3 separate regions of the Hordeum vulgare genome follow, and all the other regions are linked to region 2. Evidence: chromatin contacts called from public Hi-C data. All regions are on one chromosome and are shown on one strand. The core of a region is the stretch at or near the end of the contact, and the rest is flanking DNA. Distances in the headings are between cores, read along the strand shown. Region 1 holds the start of LOC123426341 (casein kinase II subunit alpha-2). Region 2 holds the start of LOC123426343 (peroxidase 51-like). Region 3 holds the start of LOC123430116.

Region 1 (4,500 bases), core at 765-3,264, 350 kb after region 2:
AATCCTTCTAATGTTCATGAACATACATACTGCCTAAATTAGATACATTTGTTTTACTTATGAATGAAGGACCTATCATGGACAAGAAGGATGACCATTGAAACGGGATCAAGCATGGAGGGGAAGGTGTGCACGCGGGGAAGAACAATGGAGCTTCTAGTGGTGATTTTCGGACATTGAAGCCGTCATAGAGAGAGAACAAAGGCTTGGATGAAATATACAAGATGACACTTCATAAATTTCGTTCATAGGCTATTATAGGTGCTCCAGCACCATATTTTGGGGTCAGGCCCATGAAATTCGAAATACTACATTATAGTTTGTTTTTAGATCCCGTATGTGCGGGGAAACCGAGTTAGGGTCGTTTTCGGACCCCTCCTCCAAGGGGTCACGAAAATCCCTCTATATTCCCCATATATACAACCCTTAGGGCACCGTTTAGACTAGAGTTTTGTTTAGATTGCAAGTTCGCCAGAGCTGCAACTTCGCGTTTTTCGTTTGTAATCTACGACCAGACCAAGACGTCAGAGAACCCCACTTTCATCAATGAAGTTTCCTCTTATATTCGCAATATCCAGATTGCGATTTTAGTTTCTTGCTTGTTCTTCATGTGGGTGCACGAAACAAACCCTCGTGGTCAGGTTGATCGTGCTCCGACGTGGTCAATTATCTCTAGGAGTTGGTTTAGCGATTGTGAAGGCGCGACGTCCTCATAGGCTCGTAGTCGGATTGTCAAAGTATACTCCACCGAAAACGATATCCACCATCTCTTCGAATGACATGGACAAATTCGCCTCTATCACGCGCCTCCCCCTGCAACCATGGCCCAACCGCGCCGTCATCGACACCGTCAACTGCACCGGCCACTCCTGTGCGAGCTCCCGACTCATCTCTGTCGCACAACGCGCTCCCCATCGTGCGGCGCCACACCGAAACTCTTCGTGCGCCGCCCCTCGACGCCCCTCCTCGCACGAAGGAGGCCCGTCGGGGCGCGCCGTCCTTGCCCTCCGCCTTTGACGGCCGGGCGCCGCCACTACCACAGGCATCGACGACGGTGACGACCAGGGGAGCACAAGGAAGGGGGTGTGCGTGGGGCTAGGGTTTTCTCCTTCGGAGCCGCGTGCTCAAGCGGCTCGCGAGGGAGAGGGGAAGGTGGGGGGGGGGGGCGTACATACATTTTCAGGTTGTTCTTTTTTGTTCTCTGTCCATAAAAAAATGGGATCAGATGTCCCAGCGCTGAGAAAATCGCTGGAGGAAGTTCGATCGGTGGAGGGTACGAAGCAACGAGACGACTTATCAACTGTTTCATGAGGAGTAAGATTGGAAAAAAGAGAGAAATGGTAAGAAATGTAGCAGCTCAGATTCCTTTCGCTTACCGCCTGGTTGGGCCCATGATAGCCTCGACCCACCTATATGTTGGGTCCGAGAGCGGCCAAATGCACTGTTTTGATCCTTTCATGAAAGTTAAGCCGGATCTGACCCTGGTGGGTACGGTGGGTAAATTTTTCCGGATCTGACCCTTTTGCTACCGCCAAATCCTTAGACCCTTTGGCGGTAGGGTATGACAACTTACCGTCGAGGACCCTGGCGGTAGGAAAATGATCTACCGTCGAAAGGGCTGGCGGTAGCACGTGTAACCCTACCGCCAAGGGGTACGACGGTAGGCACACACGCGCACTGTTTCCATAACTTGGCGTTCTTTTTACGGTAGGCGTGCAACCCTACCACGAGGGACCTGAGCGGTAGGTTGTTATACCCTACCGCCAAAGGGTCCGACGATAGCAAAAGGGTCAGATCCAATTTTTTTCTCATCAAGGTCAGATCCAGCTTAAGGTTCATAAAATGATTTTCCCATGAGGGTGAGATCCAACTTAAGGTTTATAAAAAGGTCAAAAACGGTGAATTCTGCCTCCGAGAGCGAGCTCCTTCCGCACACTGTCCCATGGACCCACCTGTCAGTTGCACTGACCGCACTTCTCCCACGCCCTCCACCTACATCTCCATTCCTCAAAACTATATCCCCCAAAACATGTTTCTCAGGAAAAACAATCGTAGTTGTTGAAACCCTAACGCCATCTCGCCGCCGGCGATGTCCGCTTGACGGACGCGCCGCCGAGAAAGCACGAAACTCCTCCCAGCCCACGTCTATCCCTGATCCGTCCCCCGCCCGCGGGATTCGGATCGTCTTCAGCCATGTCAAAGGCCAGGGTCTACGCCGACGTTAACGTCGTACGCCCCAAGGAGTACTGGGATTACGAGGCCCTCGCCGTCCAGTGGGGGTGAGTCGAATCCGCCCGTAGCCAACCTCGCCCTAACTCTCAAGTTCTTTTCTTTTCCCCCCTTTCGTTCCCGTGGCGCATCTACGTGTAGTGGATCCTTTTCGTCAGTTCGTTGAGAGACAGTTCAGGGATTACATACAATGGACCTTCGACTTCTCGATGCGTTTTCGGAGATCCTGTGTGCCGTGCGGTTAGAGAGGGCCCGCGTGTTGTAGATTGAGAGAGGAGTTGCCAGATGTGCTTGCTCAGATAATTCCGGCAGTTGCTTGATGTGGTTGCTTCGTTACAATATCCGACTTCAGTAGTCACTAACTCGATGTCACTTTTTTGTGATACTTTTGGTACTTCAGTACGAAATTATGCGTCTATGACGTCCACGCAATTTCTTTGGGAGATTATTCATAGTTTTGTACATCTTAAGTGGACTTCCATTAACTTCCTACAAATTGAGCACCCGAATCCAAATGTCAGATTCTGTCACCCATGTTCATCCACCAGCAATATTCTCCATGTCCAAAATATTTTGCTGAATTGACAAATTGGGAACTTGAACCTGTCTTGGACTACAACAGCAGCACCCAAATCGAGCAAACAGTTCTAATTTATTGTTTTGAACAGTTGCTAGTTCTGTGTTTTCCCCTTCTTGGAAAGTGTGTTGTTCTATTAGTTTCACACTTTGTTTGGTGTTATCGCTATTTTTTCAGATAATATATGGGTTGTATTTTCCGGAAATTATCATATCATACCTATTTAATCTCAAAGTAGCTGTTCCAAGTAAAAAACCACATTTACATTAAGGTCTATATAACTAAGATATTTTACTCCTGTTCTGTTTCTGTTGAATTGATAATTCTGCTCAGCGACATAAGATAAATAAGGTTCCACTGAACTATGTACGCTGTTGGAGTATCTTGTTTTGCAAATTAGTATTTGTGTAATAAACACAGTGATATGCAACTATATTTAAAACTGTAACAAGCTTCGCCTTTCTGTAGCTTCTCATTGGGATCCAGGCATTTTTTTGTCCTCCCTTGAGCTTGACATGGGGTTTTATTGCCCTCTTATTCTTATATATAGATGAAAAAGGATAGAACTCAAGTATTACCTCCGTCCCAAATTACTTGTCTTAGATTTAACACTAAAACGTGTCGGATGTATCTAGACAAATCTAAGATAAGTAATTCGTGACGGAGGGAGTATGAAGCATCAGTTTGTAGAAGTTGGGTAAAAAGTATATGCACTCATTTATTTTGATGTAACAATACCCCAAAAGTGCCATGAGATCTCTTCAAAATAGTTAGGTGTTTTCTCTTCGTTCTCCATCATACAAACAGGAAAAGAAAATCCTGTGCCTGGAACAATCAAACTGATTACTTTTAGCAAGCCAGCTGCGAGTATCCCTGCCCTGACAAGGATAACACACTTAGCATTTTGGTTTGAATGGTGTTGTTATTTGTTTGTTCCGGTCCTTCTGAAAGATATCATGTGATTGTTAAATCACAAAATGTCCTAATGGACCAGTATATCCGGTGATGAGTTCTGACTGGTATGATGTTTTTCAATCAGTGAGCAGGATGACTATGAAGTTGTGCGGAAAGTTGGAAGAGGCAAATACAGTGAAGTCTTTGAGGGCATCAACGTCAACAATAATGAGAAATGTGTTATTAAGATCCTGAAGCCTGTGAAGAAGAAGAAGGTAACTTATCTGTGCCTTAAATGGTCACGGTTTAACTATGATATTTTTTTTCACGTTTCTCATGCTTATGCAGATCAAAAGAGAGATCAAAATACTTCAGAATCTCTGTGGAGGTCCAAATATTGTGAAGCTGCTTGATATTGTCAGAGATCAGCATTCAAAAACACCAAGCTTGATCTTTGAATACATCAATAACACAGATTTCAAAGTGTTATATCCGACATTGACAGATTATGACATTCGCTACTATATCTATGAGTTACTGAAGGTATCAAGGTTTCCCAAGTTTCTGTTGATATAATATTGCCAAGAAAACTGATTGTTAAAATATCTAAAACTTTCTTTGCTCTTCTGATAAAGCCTTGAAGATACATTAAATACTTGCATGTGTAACTGTCTAGTTCGAACATCTGGCTATACTCATTTCCTAGGACCCTTTCTTGTGTTCACGGATGATATTTGTGATAGTAATGCATGAATAATCCCTTGCTAATGCTAACAAGTAACCACACCAGCAAGTGTTTT
Region 2 (4,248 bases), core at 441-2,940:
TTGAAATTGTATACATTTACTTTGTTCATGGCATTTAAATAAAACAGTGCGTGGGGAGGGGGGCTGGACCCACCAGACCGAGTGATCCTGCCTATAAAAAGAAAAAGAAAACGATGCGAACGATCGGGGGGATGGGGCAAAAATGATAGACATACAAAGAGTTACATAAGGTTATACGCTGACTAGGATTCGTTCTTTCTAACTAACCATCCCTCCTTGATTTTTAAAAGGGTGAACCCTCATTCTCCTTAATCTTCAATCAAATTCACCTCTTTATAAAACATATGTAAACTTATGTATGTGTAGCATTGCTGGGGAGGGGGTGCAGGTTCGCCGGATCCGTTGTTGCGGAATGATCGAAAACATATTATACCAATCCTGTAGATGGATAGAGTAATCTACTACGTACTTATTAAGTTGGTGATCCTTCAAAGATGCCATTGTAGGACAGGGTCATGGGCCGGCAGCTCGGCACGTAGTTTTGTCTCGTCGCATTCGACGTCTACTTCATTGATGAAGCTGGACAGGAATTTGGCGGCTTTGCACGCTCCAAACAGGGCAGGTAAACATGGCATGTCCGATTTGGAATTGTGTGCAAGCCTGGTTCACCTAGCTTTCACCGTCGTCCCTCCCATCCCAACTCGATTTCGATGTGCAAGCAAAGCAAACGCACACAGCGCCCGTACGTACCCGATAGAAGCAATGCGTAATTTGCCGTCTTAGTATGGGACTTATAATTAATTACAACGTACCGGAGAGGGCGATCATGTCGGTCTGCGAGAGCCCGTTGGTGGCGAAGAGCGCCGTTAGCTGGTCGAGGCTGGACGTCGGCGGGGCCAACTTGCCGGGAACGCTGCTCGCCGTCGAGCTCAGCCCGTCCAGCCGTCCCAACTCCACCGCGTACGACGGCCCACCGGCCTGCGGGAAACCGTGTCTCGCGTTATATAACTAACTATAATTACCGTACGTATGAGAATCAGCCGGAAGAGATCGATGCATGCATGAGCTTAGTATTACCAGTGCAATGGCGTCCCTGGTGGCCATGACTAGTATGTCGGCGCAGGAGACCCGGTTCCTGCATCGTGGCACGGCGTCGACGGCCGCCTTGGCCTTGATCACCGTGTCGAAGCCGTCGCCGGCGAGCGACAGGTTGGCGGTGCTGTCCTTCTCCGCCGTGTTGTTCGCCGTGGACGCGATCAGCACCGACGCGTCGCACCCCTACATGCACACAAACGTTGAAGCGTATGACGGCATGGGTTCATGCACGTAGGGCGCACGTCATGGCATGTTTGCTTGTTACCTCGACGAAGCAGTCGTGGAAGAAGAGGTGCACGGTGGCGCCGACGGTGATGAAGGTCTGCTGGAACTTCTTGGCGACGGCGCCCCGGACGATGGCCTCGACGTCGGGGCACACGCCGGCATAATGGTCCCGCCGGAGCTGCGCTGCGCACACGTTGGCTCTCGCGGCCAGTACCGCCACCGTCAGGAGCGCCGCCACGACCGGACTCATGTAGCCCATCGTCCTAGCTGGGTAGATAGCGCGTGTTCGCCACCTCGATAAATATATGCGGACGCAGACGTACACGCAGTGGAGCGGCGCCGTCTGTCTTGGTGGAGCGCAAGGCGACGCGACGACGGCAAGTTTGGGTTTGTGGTAGGGGCACCGAAGGATAAGGTTACACAGAGAGCGCCACTAATGAATCGATCGGTGGTGGTCTCTCCATAGATTACACTTATCGGCGTGCAGTGCAGGCAGCGAGTGCCCGTTGCCTTCGTGACAGTGATCTGAAAACGATGCTACTCTTGAATATTTCGATACCCACAGAATTAAGCTAGCCTGAAAACATGCGGCACAGAGAGTACTCGAGTGCTTTAGAAAGATTGCAACATACACGTGCATTTCCATTTTGTTAATATAGTGATTATTTCCATTACGGAAAACAGTCGACTACTTGATCGGCTCTTTTTTGAACACACTACTTGATCAGTACTTGATCTGGAGACAGGGCGGGCAGAAAGTCTGGCCGTGTCGTAGCATCGTAGGTAGGTCGTTGGTTTCATCCCTGCGTAGTGCATGGAGTATGTGGACGGGGTTTTCTAAGAGCGTAGGTTTATGCGTGTGTACTCAAACCTGTTAGAGTAAAAACGAGATTGAATGAAAGTGAATGGACGATTAGTCTTGTTTCTATTGATTCTTAAGTACATATACATCTGAAAGAGGTGCGAAGATGTATCTGTTTGGAGGCATCCCTCCAGAACAGGTGCCTGTTGGAAATAGAGAGAGAGGAGACACGACTGTTCGGGGTTGGACACATCCCTTGGATTAATCTACTAATTAATTTCTAACACTCCCCCTTGTACAACACCGCTCCTTGAATGTTTCATCGTTGAAAGCTTCTTGCATATAGATCTTTCATCTTGAGAAATCTTCCAAATAATCTTAAGAGTCTCCCCCAAAAATCCTGTGGGAAAAATATGAGGAGAATAGAGTAGATATGTTGCTAAAACTCCTTCAAACCCAATGGGAAAAATAAGGAGAAAATGATGCAACATATGATGATCATTGTCTCTTGATAACTCATATGAGAAAACCTTTGAAGAAGGAAAAAACTCATTGATAAGTTTAGAGAACAATTAATATGTCTTGAGTGCTTCCTTAAAAAAGCGGTAGGGAAAATAGAAAGTATGACATATGATCTTTGAGAAGATATTGCCTCACTAAAAACCATTATGAGAAACTTTGAGAGAAAACTCATGAGGGAAAAGAGTGCACTCGTACATGTCATTGAAAACTCCTTTAAAACCTAGTGGGAAAAATACAAGGAGAAAATGATATGGCATATAAAGACACTTGTGTTTATATTGTCTTGTTAAAAACCTTTATGAGAAACCAGTAAGGGAAAACTCATCAAGGAAAAGATAGTACAATATATGCAATCTGATGATTGTTATAGTTTATAGTTTTGGGAGATTACTCCCCCTGAACTTTGCAAATATGAAGGACGTCCCATACCAATTCCATTAACATGAACATGAGATTGTGTATAATCTGTTGGATTATAACAGTATTTTGTTTGCAAATTATTTCCTCACTTTTCTATAATCCGCGATGATAAGTAATTTCTGAGCAATGTGATTTATGATATTGCTCTTCATATAACCTATAGGTATTGAGTAACACAAGTGGAAGTATCTTGATAAATCAAGTTATGTGATTCTGATGAATCAAAACCACATGATTTTGAGTGTGGTTAATCATTCTGCCGAGCCATACATATCTTGCAATGCTTTTAGATAAAGCAATTATGTTAGAATGATAAGTGGGAATAACCATTAAAGTCCTATTTACATGACTTCCATATGTAGGCTACTATAGCAAATTCAGTCATTGATATGGCGTTGTTTGGATCAAATAAAGAGCCAATATCATTACCTCATATCATGGTCATTCAAGATTTACTGTAAACTTCAGATATAAGATGATAGTACTTATATCAACCATATACCTTTTGTTTGGGGTTGCACTCCGAATAAAGATAGCAAATATAGTGTCAGGCCTGACGTAGTTTGCAAGTATATGAGTGATTTGGCATTAGTGAGATATATAACTTCAGGTCCTAGTATCACTTCATTATCACCCCTAGGTATGAATGGATTTGTACCTTATCAAAGGTAGTATGACCATACATGTCTTTTGTTGATATGATATGTCCAAATTGAACTTCTCGTATATGTTTGGATATATGTAGACTAATATGTATTCTTGAGAGAATGCTCAAGTTGTAAACTTAAGCTAAATTTGGTTGAATCCAAATTTTCCGTCTTGAGATGATTTTATGTATGTTTAGGTCTTGTAGAGACATTGATGATGAAATCATCGATATATACTGAGGTGGTATAAGGAATTCAAATTTGGTATTCCTTTGTTAACATATAAACAATCATCATTGAGTAATCCTTCGGAAGAAGAAAGTCATTTAGTCGGTAGTATCATATGATTTCTGACTTTTTTGAGCCATAGAGGGACTTTTGAAATTTTACACAAATATGTTGCGATTTATTTTGGATTTGGAATTGTAAGCCCGTCAGGGACTTCGTTATAAATTTCCAAAACGAGTAACTCATATGAGTATGTAGTTACTGCATCCATTAACTGCATGGATAATATTATTTGTACTGCCAATGATATTTATTATTGAAACTTAATTCCACTCATACCAGGAGTGTATGTTACATCATAATTTGATG
Region 3 (4,446 bases), core at 256-2,755, 330 kb before region 2:
TCCTTCTTTCTAATAATATTCGTCCTATGGCCCTTCGAGACTCTTTATACCGTTTCTCTTCTTTTTTTTTCAAGAAAATTTCAACATTTTTTACAGAACCTAGAGAAAAGAAGAGGTCCATTTTACCGTACTGACAGATATTGCCTCCGTCTAGAAATTCTTATCTTAGGTTTATCTAATAATGAATGTTTCTAAATACTAAAATATAACTAGATACATTCATATCTACATAAATGTAAGACATAAATTTTGGACGAAGAGAGTAGTACCAGAAACACTCTGGTAATTATACAAGTCTATAATACAAAATATCATGTCTATAATACACCAATATGAGGATGGGTTCTCCGTCAAAAAATAATAATGTGTGGATGGGCTCTCGCGTCAGAACGCAGTGGCGTGGGGGTTGAACGTCGCTGCGTATCCAAAATACATTATCGGATGGTAATTGTCAACTCCTTACGATGGTACCCGCAACTAAGCGATTCAGAATAGATTTTTTTTTTTAGCAACACCAATTGAACGTTCAAATTGAGAACCAAATTACTAGAATGTACTAGCACACAAACAAAACTGCCCTTTGGTGGTGATGATGGTAATTTTACATGGTCCGGTTTACTAGCTACATCAAGATGGAAGCAGAGCCGCCTGCATTTACAACTCCGAATACATACGTATACGCAAATCGACACTGGCTCTGGCTCATCACTTGTCCCTCCGTCTTCCCACGGTTGCTGCTTCATCATATCATAGCCGCACGCGGTCAAGAGCGAAGAGAGAGGATTCATCGATCTCGAAAACATCCTTTCCAAACCCGGGCATCAGGCGAGGCGGCACGGCGGCTCGGGTCCCTTTTATTTTGAGAGATCAGAAGGCGCAGCAGGAGGAGAAGAGGCGGCTCCACGCGGCGGATTCGGCATCGGCCCTCCTCGTCCGCCTCCTCCCCCTTAGCTTCTTCCTGGCAGCGGCCTCAACAATGGCGGCGGTGGCGGCTACGTGTACGTACTTCCGCGGCGCGCTGCCGTCCATGCCGCTGAGCAGCTCCCACATGACGTGCACGTCGTCGTACTCGCACGTTCGGACCTCCCTGCGCAGCTCTCCAAGACCTGCAACGCAAATATGTATCATCACTCATCAGCTCCATCGTCCACGACAAAGTTGGTCCACGAGGAGAGGAGACCGAGAGATAGTAGTAGTAGGAGGAGGAGGAGGAAGAAACTCACCGGTGGATCGACGGAGGCCGAGGCGCCCGCGGAGGCCGAACCAAACCCGCTTTACCGGCACGGCCGCGCGGCGAAGGCAGGGGTACGACATGCTGCGAGTGCTTCTTTATTTAGCGCGCGAGCGAGCTCTCTACCTTGGAGTGTGAAGATTGCAGTGCTGGGCGAGAGAAATCTTTGCCTCTGCTGGTCAGCTGGTCTGCCCTTGGAGCCGAAGAATTAACAATCAAGCAAGCTCCAGAACACACACTCTCTCTCTCTGATTCTGTGTGTGGCACCCGTCGAGGCCTGCTTTATAGGCGAGCTGGGTGTGGGTGAGAGAGGAGAAGGACCGATCGATTTCTTACCGGGCGTACGGCGTCCATTGTCACTGACCTGACCGTCTGACGTGGACGCGCCTTAGTCCGGCGATTGAGCACGTGGATGGAGCATGAATGGCAGTCGGCGACGCCGAGTCCCTCTGTCCGCGCACTGCACCCTAGCGCGTCTGAACAAGCGGCTTGGGATTAGCTGAACATCACTGTACGTGCTCTTCCCAGTACTCCCTCCGTCCCTGAATAAATGTCTCAACTTTATACTAAATCTAGTATAAATCTGTATTAGGTTTCAAACGGTTATTTTTGGACAGAGGGAGTATGACAACTCCATCACGCGACCTCATTCGGATGTCATTTTGGTCCGGATTCTGTCCGTTTGGAGCGAGAATGGTGTTGCCCATGTCCGGATCGGTCCGTGGCCGGGTCAGTGCGCCCAACGCACGGTCGCACCCTAAATCGTTCGGCATTTTAAAAAATAGAATAAATAAAAAAATTGCCAAAAAATGTCAATAAAACGCAAACATTAATAATTATACGTTAATAAAATACATGGTACAACGGCCTCACGGCACACGGTCCTTAATTAACAAAATTACAAAAAAGATAAAATGCGTCCCACGTTGTTGCCGTGCTCGTCGCCACCTTCAGGCATCGTCGTTGCCGTCATCGTCGCCAGTGAGATCGACGTACGGCGGCATCGTCCAGAGCTGGGCCCATGGCCCTGAAAGATTGGCGGCGCCTGCACCATCACCCCGCGCGGCGATGACTCGCGCTCCGGTGACCGCGGCGGCGTGGGGCACCAAGGCTCGGCCCCCACTCCTTGGGCCATCTCCGTGGCCGTGCACGACCACGTCCAGCACTGGCCCACCAGCTCCGGGGGAAAGCGGCCACTGGCTACTCCTCATGCACCTCCTCCTTCACTTTCACGGGCTGCTCCTCTAGGATGGCCACGTCGTCGACCGCGGAGAGGGCCATCATCTCCTCCAGCCCCATCCACTGGGCTCATCGTACGTGTTCATTCATTCTTCCATGACACGCTCGACGAGTCGGGCCTCTTCCTCTTCGGTCGTGCGAGGAGGTGGTGCTGGCGACGGAGAGGGTGACGGCGACGGGGTCGGCGTTAGGCCGCGCACCTGGGGAGGGCTCAGAGAGAGCGCCTGGCGCGCTGTGCGCTGCAAAGTAGGGCTCCCGTCGCACGTCGTGCTCATCACGAAACCAGGTGTCCCGCATGGGAGGATCCACGGCGTACCTCGGGTCGTAGTAGAGCTCGCCGGGGAGATGGCGTCGGCGGCATTGGATCTCGTCGCGGCGGACACGACCGCTCGTTGGCACCGGCGGGATCGGCACCCGATCGGCGGAGAGGTGCCAGTTGTTCGGCAAGTGGACGTCGCTTCAGGGGAACGGCGCCCTTGTCTCCCTATAGCGGCGGCACACATCCGCATGGACGTACTGCCGGGAGCACGTCGGGGCGCCCAGAGGGGCAATGGAGAAGGCTGTTGGAGCAGGCCGTCGCGGAGGAGAAGAACGGTGCGGCTCGCTTGCGGCGCGGCGGTGGCCGGACAAGGACCCAGCCTCGTGGTCGTGTGCCCACTTCCCCTTGCCGCCGGTGCTCCACCAATCCATTGTTGTCGGCAGCCGGAGAGCTCGAGGGAGGCTAGGGTTTGTTGTCGGTCCCGAGAAGGCAGTGGAGTGGGCGCATGCACTGTGCCGGTCCACGGCTTCCCTTTTTAAGAAGGACGGCGACCGCCCGCCTGAGTGGATGACAGGCGGGGCCTACCGGACGTGCGCGGTAAATATGGACGGTGGAAGGTAGGTGGTCGCATGTCACGCAACCCCGATGCGGACGACAGGAGGACTCGAACTGGACGCATGTTTACGTCGAAAATGAATCAGGCAGACAAAAAACGGGCTAGATATGTCCAAAACAATGTACGACGGGTCATAAGGGTTTGTCCATTTTACTTCAAACCGACCGGATGGACAGTCGACTTGCCTAATGCCCATTTTGTTTTTTCTTCATGCGTCAATAACAGGAAAACGTACACAGTTCGACGCGTGTCCCGGTAAAATCGGCCAGCAGCTAGTTCGTGGCCACTGTACGTATAATACCGGTTTTTTTTCGGAACACTGTACGTAGTACTCTTCATGATCATTCGATTCAAAAACAAATTGTTGATCTTCTCGCGCTGATAATTTGGCCTCTCTTGATAACCTTAGACGAACTTTAATGGAACGATTCATTTCATTCGTTACTGTCTGTTTGGATCGATGCGAACAAAAATGATGGTCCAACATGTTGATTAATTTTGAAAACATGTCCGCTCCACGTCCGCGCCGACTCATTTCCGGTTCAAATTTGAAACTGAAATGCATCGGTGCGGACGCACGCGCGCCCTCTCGGTGTCCGCCCTAAACCACCACGGTCAACATTATTTATGACGGCCGCCATCCTCGGGACCACGCGTCAGCGACCGCGGCCGGCCTTTTTTAATCCGAACGTGCGGTGGGTTCCGCCATCTGCTTTCCGAACCCCGCCCGTCCATATCCCGCCACCTCCTCGGCGACCAAAACCCTAGCACCATGGTCGGCGGTTTCCCAAAAAAGGGCAAGGCCCCGCTCTACCCCGCGCCATCTCCCCGCAGCCGTCTGTTGGAAATATGCCCTACAGGCAATGATAAAGTAGTCATTATTATATTTCCTGTTTCAAAATAATCGTTTATTATCCATGCTATAATTGTATTGAACGAAAACATAAATGCATGTGTGGATATATAGATAAAATTGTGTCCATAGTAAGCCTATAGTTAACTAGCCAATTGATCAAGGATGGTTAAGGTTTTCTGACCATATGCAAGTGTTGTCACTTGATAACTGGATTACATCATTGGAAGAATGATGTGATAGACAAG

Evidence for each region. A called contact is a pair of places that touch in the nucleus more often than the background predicts.
Region 1: a Hi-C map of seedling shows a contact between it and region 2, with 5 times the contacts expected there. The contact joins the promoter of LOC123426341 here to the promoter of LOC123426343 in region 2. A contact is called at or near these places in 5 of 6 Hi-C or Micro-C datasets (leaf, seedling and an unstated tissue).
Region 3: a Hi-C map of leaf shows a contact between it and region 2, with 4 times the contacts expected there. The contact joins the promoter of LOC123430116 here to the promoter of LOC123426343 in region 2. A contact is called at or near these places in 2 of 6 Hi-C or Micro-C datasets (leaf and seedling).

The regions. Positions count from the first base shown.
Region 1 is chr2H:377,330,371-377,334,870 of MorexV3_pseudomolecules_assembly, reverse strand. LOC123426341 (casein kinase II subunit alpha-2) reads left to right here and starts at 2,014. Exons shown (of 10, transcript XM_045110151.1): 1 at 2,014-2,279; 2 at 3,846-3,975; 3 at 4,049-4,243. The coding sequence starts at 2,194.
Region 2 is chr2H:377,682,084-377,686,331 of MorexV3_pseudomolecules_assembly, reverse strand. It overlaps LOC123426343 (peroxidase 51-like), which reads right to left and starts at 1,690. Exons shown (of 4, transcript XM_045110152.1): 1 at 1,301-1,690; 2 at 1,018-1,218; 3 at 753-918. The coding sequence starts at 1,519.
Region 3 is chr2H:378,013,148-378,017,593 of MorexV3_pseudomolecules_assembly, reverse strand. LOC123430116 reads right to left here and starts at 1,505. Exons shown (of 2, transcript XM_045114021.1): 1 at 1,224-1,505; 2 at 519-1,106. The coding sequence starts at 1,314. The coding sequence ends at 868.